Regions from separate parts of the Macaca mulatta genome. Here region 2 is linked to region 1. A link is a contact called in public Hi-C data. All regions are on one chromosome and are shown on one strand. The core of a region is the stretch at or near the end of the contact, and the rest is flanking DNA. Distances in the headings are between cores, read along the strand shown. Region 1 holds the start of ARHGAP19 (Rho GTPase activating protein 19). Region 2 holds the start of FRAT2 (FRAT regulator of WNT signaling pathway 2).

Region 1 (3,068 bases), core at 89-2,588:
AGGAGGCAGAGTGCAGGGAGAGCCCCAGGTGGCAGGATATCAGAAGGATCAATACAGAAATTTCCTACAAAAGTCCAGCATAGGAAAACAATATGGGAAAAAAATAAAAACCAACAATGCTCAAAATTTACAATGTTCTCACATATGTTGCCTCAATTAATCCCTAGGAGAAGTGTGTGCTGCAGGGAGGACAAGGATAATTATGGTTATTCCTACCATTGAGGATTAAAGTTTAGTTTGGGACAAAGTCATGCAGCTTTTGGTTCCATGGTTCATATCACAGAGGCAAACTCTGTGGGTTCTCTGGGAAGCTGGAAGGGAGTGGGTGTATTGAAGCAGAAATGATCAACTCCAGCCTGGCCAACAGAGTGAAACCCCATCTCTACAAAAAGTACAAAAATTTGCCCTGTGTGGTAGTATGCTGCAATATTGAACTGCGATCCAGCCTGGGAGACAGAGGGAGACCCTGTCTCAAAAAAAAAAAAAAAAAAAAAAAAAAAAAAAAAAAAGGAAAGAAAGAAAGGAAGAAAGAAATGACCTATGGCTGGGGCTATGCTGAGTATCTGAAGAAAGAAGGCTTTGAACTATACGTTTAAAAGCAAGTACTTCTAGGTTGCCACTCCCTGCCTGTGCTTGAGGGATTTCTCTCCGGGTCAAGACAGAGAATAAGTCTTGCATTAAATTAAATTAAATTAATTAATTAATTAATTTATGGCCAGGTGCGGTGGCTCATGCCTGTAATCCCAGCACTTTGGGAGGCTGAGGTGGGAGGATTGCTTGAGCTCAGGAGTTCGAGACCAGCCTGAGCAACATGGTGAAACCCTGTCTCAACGGAAAAAAAAAAATAAAAAAAAATTGTAAAAAATTATTTATTTTCGACTTTTATTTTAAATTTAGGGGGTACATGAGTAGGTTTGTTATTGTGTATACTGTGTGATGCTGAGATACAGGGTACAGAGTCTTGCATTTTAGAACGTGATGAGTCACTTTCAAAGTTGACAGTTCTATAATTCCGTGATTTACATATCAGGGCAAAATTTGAGCATAGGCTGATGATTTCTGACTTGAACCTAAAAGTCTGTGGAATCGGAGGGTTCATCAAAATGAGAAACTACAACTCCCGGCAGGCCTCGGGGCTGGGTAGTCTTCCGCGCCCCTCCCTTTTTTTTCCGCCAGAGCTGGGAACGACCAATGACGGTTAGCCATTTGAATAGACCAATAACACATTAAACGGTTCAGGTTGAGGAGGGGCGGTCGAGTCATCCAATCGCACGGAAGAGGTGAAAACATATTAGCCAATCCAAATATGTGGGGGCGGGACCTAGGTGGGGCGGTGACAGAAGTTTGCTGACGAAGATGGCGACTGAGGCACAGAGTGAAGGGGAGGTACCAGCTTGCGAATCCGGCCGGAGGTGAGCTGAGTTTGGTCCAGTTTCCTGGGAAACGCGGCCTTGGGCTGTTAGTCCTGCCGCCTTTGCCTTGGGTCACGGTGACGCACGGTTCGGGCTTTGTTTCTTTCTCCCATGGCGTTTCTCGCCGTCGCGCCTGCAGGGGCTGAGGCGCGGGGGTCGGGCCTCGGCGCTGGGCTCCAGCCAAGTCTCCCACTCCGTCCTGCCGCTGCCCGAGAGGGCTCCGCCCGCTGCGCTGGCTGCGGACGTCCAGCTGGGGTGGCAGCGCTGATCGCCTTGGCGCCGAGACTCCTCTTGATGGCGAGGAAACGGAAGACTAGGGCTGTTTAGCGAATTCCTCACCGTAACACACAGCTTTTCACAACTTCCCCAAGGCACTTAGTGCATTCAGGTCCGAGCAAGGATTTGAGTGTCAATTGGAAATGGTGTTGAGTCCTTGGGCCAGTTTTTAAACCTGGTCTCGACTTCAGTTTCTTCATCTGCAAAGGGACATGAGGATGCCTATTTCCAAGAGTCAAGATTGAATAAGACAATCTATTTAAAGCTAGCATTGAGCTTAGCCTATAATGACAACTCTACGCGATAGATTTTCTTCTTCCTAGTTGAACAACTAAGGAGCAGATGTGAGACGGATCTGTAGTCCAGGGCATCATGACTTTATTTCCACAGGGTGTTCTTTCCTAAACAGCCACTCCGAGATTTAGCGTTTCCAGGAGAGAATTTCGAGGTGGTGTTGCCTTAGCCTTGAGACCTAAGTTGTCTTAATTGGTTGCAATTTTGTTTTTGGTATAATTCAATAGATTGAGTTTATTTACCTTGCTCCAGCGTAACTCAGTAAAATACTTCGGTTTGGTGTCTTTTGGTTCCATTTGTACCGAATAGGAGATTCCAAGAATCTTGGGAAACTAATGACTTTGTGACCCGACTTCTTCCTGAGCCCAGATGAGCGTGGTTGAGTGTGTTGTTTAAAATATGATACGGGGCCGGGTTTGGTGGCTCACGCGTGTAATCCCAGCACTTTGGGAGGCCGAGGCGAGCAGATCACCTGAGGTCAGGAGTTCGAGACCAGCCTGGCCAACATGATGAAACCCCGTCTCTACTAAAAATACAATAATTAGCTGGGCGTGGTGGTGGGTGCCCATAGTCCCGGCTAGTCTCGAGGCTGAGGCGGAGGTTGCAGTGAGCCGAGATCGTGCCATTGCATTCCACCCTGGATGACAGAGCAAGACTTCGTCTCAAAATAAATAAATAAATAAAAATAAAATAAAATATGATACGCAAGAGTTTTCCACTCTTTTTTTTTTTTTTTTTTTGAGACGGAGTCTCGCTCTGTCGCCCAGGCTGGAGTGCAGTGGCTGGATCTCAGCTCACTGCAAGCTCCGCCTCCCGGGTTCACGCCATTCTCCTGCCTCAGCCTCCCGAGTAGCTGGAACTACAGGCGCCCGCCACCTCGCCCGGCTAGTTTTTTGTATTTTTTAGTAGAGACGGGGTTTCACCGTGTTAGCCAGGATAGTCTCGATCTCCTGACCTCGTGATCCACCCGTCTCGGCCTCCCAAAGTGCTGGGATTACAGGCTTGAGCCACCGCGCTCGGCCGAGTTTTCCACTCTTGAAGCTGCCTATAAATGGTTGATCATTTTTGTTTTGCCCGGGAACTGTA
Region 2 (3,410 bases), core at 559-3,058, 43 kb before region 1:
AAAGATATGCAAACTGAAGGGAGAAAATTTCCCTATATAATCTGCAAAAAAAAAAAAAAATTCAATGATAATACTCAAATACTAGTGAAGGTGTAAGGACATATGCTCAAACATTAATGATGGTAGAGTACATTTACCTAACTCTTGGAAAGAGATTTCCTGAACATTTATCAGTAAACCTTAAAATACCCAACTCCTGTGACTTAAAATTCCACTCCTGGGAATATGCTCTAAGGAAAGAATCATCAATAAAGTGTTATGCACAAAAATGTTAGTCACGCACTTAACGATGGTGAAATTAGGCAAATGTTAAAAGCACAGGCACTTGATGGAAACTTACGTAATCATTAAAATGTTTTCAAAGTGCATGCAACAACATGAAAAACGCTTATGATGTAAGGCAAAGTGGAAAAGTGTATAACATTGTATGCGTGTGTTTGTATAGTACACTTTCACAGAACAAAGGCTAAAAAGGAAAAAAATTTAAATGTGAACCATGTTTGAGTGGTATGAGAGATTTTTTCCATCCCCTATATTTTTCTTTTTCTTTTTTTTGAGAGGGAGTCTCGCTCTGTTACCCAGGCTGGAGTGCAGTGGTGTGATCTTGGCTCAAACCTCCGCCTCCCGGGTTCAAACCATTCTCCTGCCTCTGCCTCCCGAGTAGCTGAGATTACAGGCGCCTACCACCACGCCCGGCTAATTTTTGTATTTTTAGCAGAGACGGGGTTTCACCATGTTGGCCAGACTGGTCTCGAACTCCTGACCTCAGGTGATCCGCCCGCCTCGGCCTCCCAAAGTGTTGGGATTAGCGGCATGAGCCACCCACCGCTCCTGGCCAATCCTCTATATTTCTATTTGAACCTTAAAAAAAGAAATAAATAAAAGACAAAATCAACTCTTTAGCGGAGCAGCGGTGAGTCCTATTCTCATGATATGCCCGGGGCTTGAAGACAGAGGGAGGGAAAGCTTCTGGGACCTCACGTCAGAGCGACTCTGCTCTGCTTCAAAGCGTCCCCTCTTAGGCCGGGCGCGACGCCTCACGCCAGTAACCCCACTTTCGCAGGCCGAGGAGCGAGGACTCCTTGAGCCCAAGAGTTCGAGACCAGCCTGGGCAACAATAGTGAGACCCCCCCCCCCGTCTCTACAAAAAGAAAAACTTTTTTTAATTAGCCAGGCGTGGTGGCCGCGCCTGTGGTCCCAGCTGCTCGGGAGGCTTAAAGTGGGAGGATCGATTAAGCCAGAGTTCGAGGCTGCAGTAAGCCGTGTTCGCGCCGCTATACTTCAGCCTGGGCGGCAGAGACCCTTTCTAAATAATAAATAAGTAAATAAGTAAGGCGCAGCCTCTTCACTCCCAATTCCCTCCGTCTTTCCCCGCTCCGCCTTCTCGAAGCCGGATCCTCGGCGGCCCACCCCTCCCCCACGCCAGGGGCCGGGAACTGCGGGTGCGCGGGGCGGGAGCCGGGAGGCCCTAGGCGCGGCCGACACGTGGGGAGGGAGGCCGCGGCCCAGGAGGCGGGCCCGGAGTGGGTGTGGGTGTGTCCCTGCGTGGGAGAAACCAACCCCTGCCTCCTCCGAAGCGCCACGTTCCTGCACCGCTTGTCGGGCCCGGGCGATCGGAAATCAGTCCCCACGCCCCGGACCCCCTCCTGGAGGGACAACGAACACAGACGCGGGACGGCTCTGGCCGCCGCCCGAGCCGCCCCGCGCCCCCGCGCCTGCTAGCGCGTCACCCCCGCCCCGGCGCGGTGGTAGGGCCCGGCGCGACGTCACCCATTGTTTACAAATCAGCCAGAGCCGGCAGGATTCCGGCTCCCGCGGCGGCAGTCGCGCGGCTCGAGTTCCTGGCGGGCTCCGGCTTCCGCGTCCGCCCCTGCCCCGGCTTCTCCCGCAGCCCCGCGCCCGCGGGCAACCAAGCCCCCAGCGACGCCCGCACAGCTCCGGGTGTCAGGACTGGGGGCCATGCCGTGCCGGAGGGAGGAGGAAGAGGAAGCCGGCGAGGAGGCGGAGGGGGAGGAAGAGGAGGAGGACAGCTTCCTCCTGCTGCAGCAGTCGGTGACGCTGGGCAGCTCGGGCGAGGTGGACCGGCTGGTGGCCCAGATCGGCGAGACGCTGCAGCTGGACGCGGCGCAGGACAGCCCGGCCTCGCCGTGCGCGCCCCCGGGGGCGCCGCTGCGGGCCCCGGGGTCCCTGGCTGCGGCGGTGCCGGCGGACAAGGCCCGGCCCCCGGCGGTACCGCTACTCCTGCCGCCTGCATCGGCTGAAACGGTGGGCCCGGCGCCCCCTGGGGCCCTGCGCTGCGCCCTGGGGGACCGCGGCCGCGTGCGGGGACGCGCCGCTCCCTACTGCGTGGCCGAGCTCGCCGCAGGCCCCAGCGCGCTGCCGGGGCCGTGCCGGCGAGGATGGCTCAGGGACGCGGTCACCTCCCGCCGCCTGCAGCAGCGACGATGGACCCAAGCCGGGGCACGCTCCGGCGACGACGACCCGCATCGGCTCCTGCAGCAGCTGGTGCTCTCGGGAAACCTCATCAAGGAAGCCGTGCGGAGGCTCCAACGAGCCGTCGCCGCGGTTGCAGCCACGGGCCCCGCAAGCGCCCCTGGGCCCGGGGGAGGCTGCAGCGGACCCGACCCCATTGCCCTGCAGCCCTCAGGCTCCTTGCTCTGACCCAGGCCTCCTGGAGGAGAAAGTGGAGGCCGTTGCGTAGACCCAACAGCGTCCAGTTCCTACTAACTATGAGCTGAAACCGACGTCGCCAGCCTGGGAGCGACCACTTTGGCTGCGGGGAGGCGCGTGGGGAGAGATCTCAAGCCGCGAGAAGTTACCAGCTGCGGCGAGGCCGTCGGAGAAAATTTAAGCGTGGAGAAATGCGTGCGCCAGGGTGCGTCCGTGGGGCATGAGAATTTCCCGGGCCATCCAAGCCCAAGGACCTGGGATAAACTGGGAGAACCATGGCAGCTACTTGCATCGACTTGTACCTCACTTAGCCCTTGGGGGCGTCGTGAGCTTGGATTGTTTAAAGAGGGCTCAGGGGCAGGAATCGCGATGGCTTTATAACAATACTTGAAAACTAACGACACGCATACATTTTCTTTTTTTTTTTTTTTTTTTTTGAGACGGAGTTTCGCTGTGTCGCCCAGGCCGGATCTCAGCTCACCGCAAGCCCCACCTCCCGGGTTTTGTATTTTTTAGTAGAGACGGGGTTTCACCGTGTTAGCCAGGATGGTCTCGATCTCCTGACCTCGTGATCCGCCCGTCTCGGCCTCCCAAAGTGCTGGGATTACAGGCTTGAGCCACCGCGCCCGGCCACATTTTCTTGTTATTTTCCTGTGGAGGAACTTAGTGAAAGTGGTGCTACAATTGCTGTGCAAAGAAATTCCAGAGGGGAGAAGAATGTAAAAGTTTGGTGGTGGGTG

What was found. Hi-C and Micro-C count contacts between places; a contact is called where the count stands out from the background.
Region 2: a Hi-C map of liver shows a contact between it and region 1, with 2.7 times the contacts expected there. The contact joins the promoter of FRAT2 here to the promoter of ARHGAP19 in region 1. A contact is called at or near these places in 4 of 14 Hi-C or Micro-C datasets (CD4 T cells, cortical neurons, fetal cortex germinal zone and 1 more).

Annotation. Positions count from the first base shown.
Region 1 is chr9:109,337,076-109,340,143 of T2T-MMU8v2.0, reverse strand. It overlaps ARHGAP19 (Rho GTPase activating protein 19), which reads left to right and starts at 1,338. Exons shown (of 12, transcript NM_001266583.1): 1 at 1,338-1,412. The coding sequence starts at 1,357.
Region 2 is chr9:109,379,961-109,383,370 of T2T-MMU8v2.0, reverse strand. It overlaps FRAT2 (FRAT regulator of WNT signaling pathway 2), which reads left to right and starts at 1,808. Exons shown (of 1, transcript XM_028826724.2): 1 at 1,808-3,410. The coding sequence starts at 1,960. The coding sequence ends at 2,661.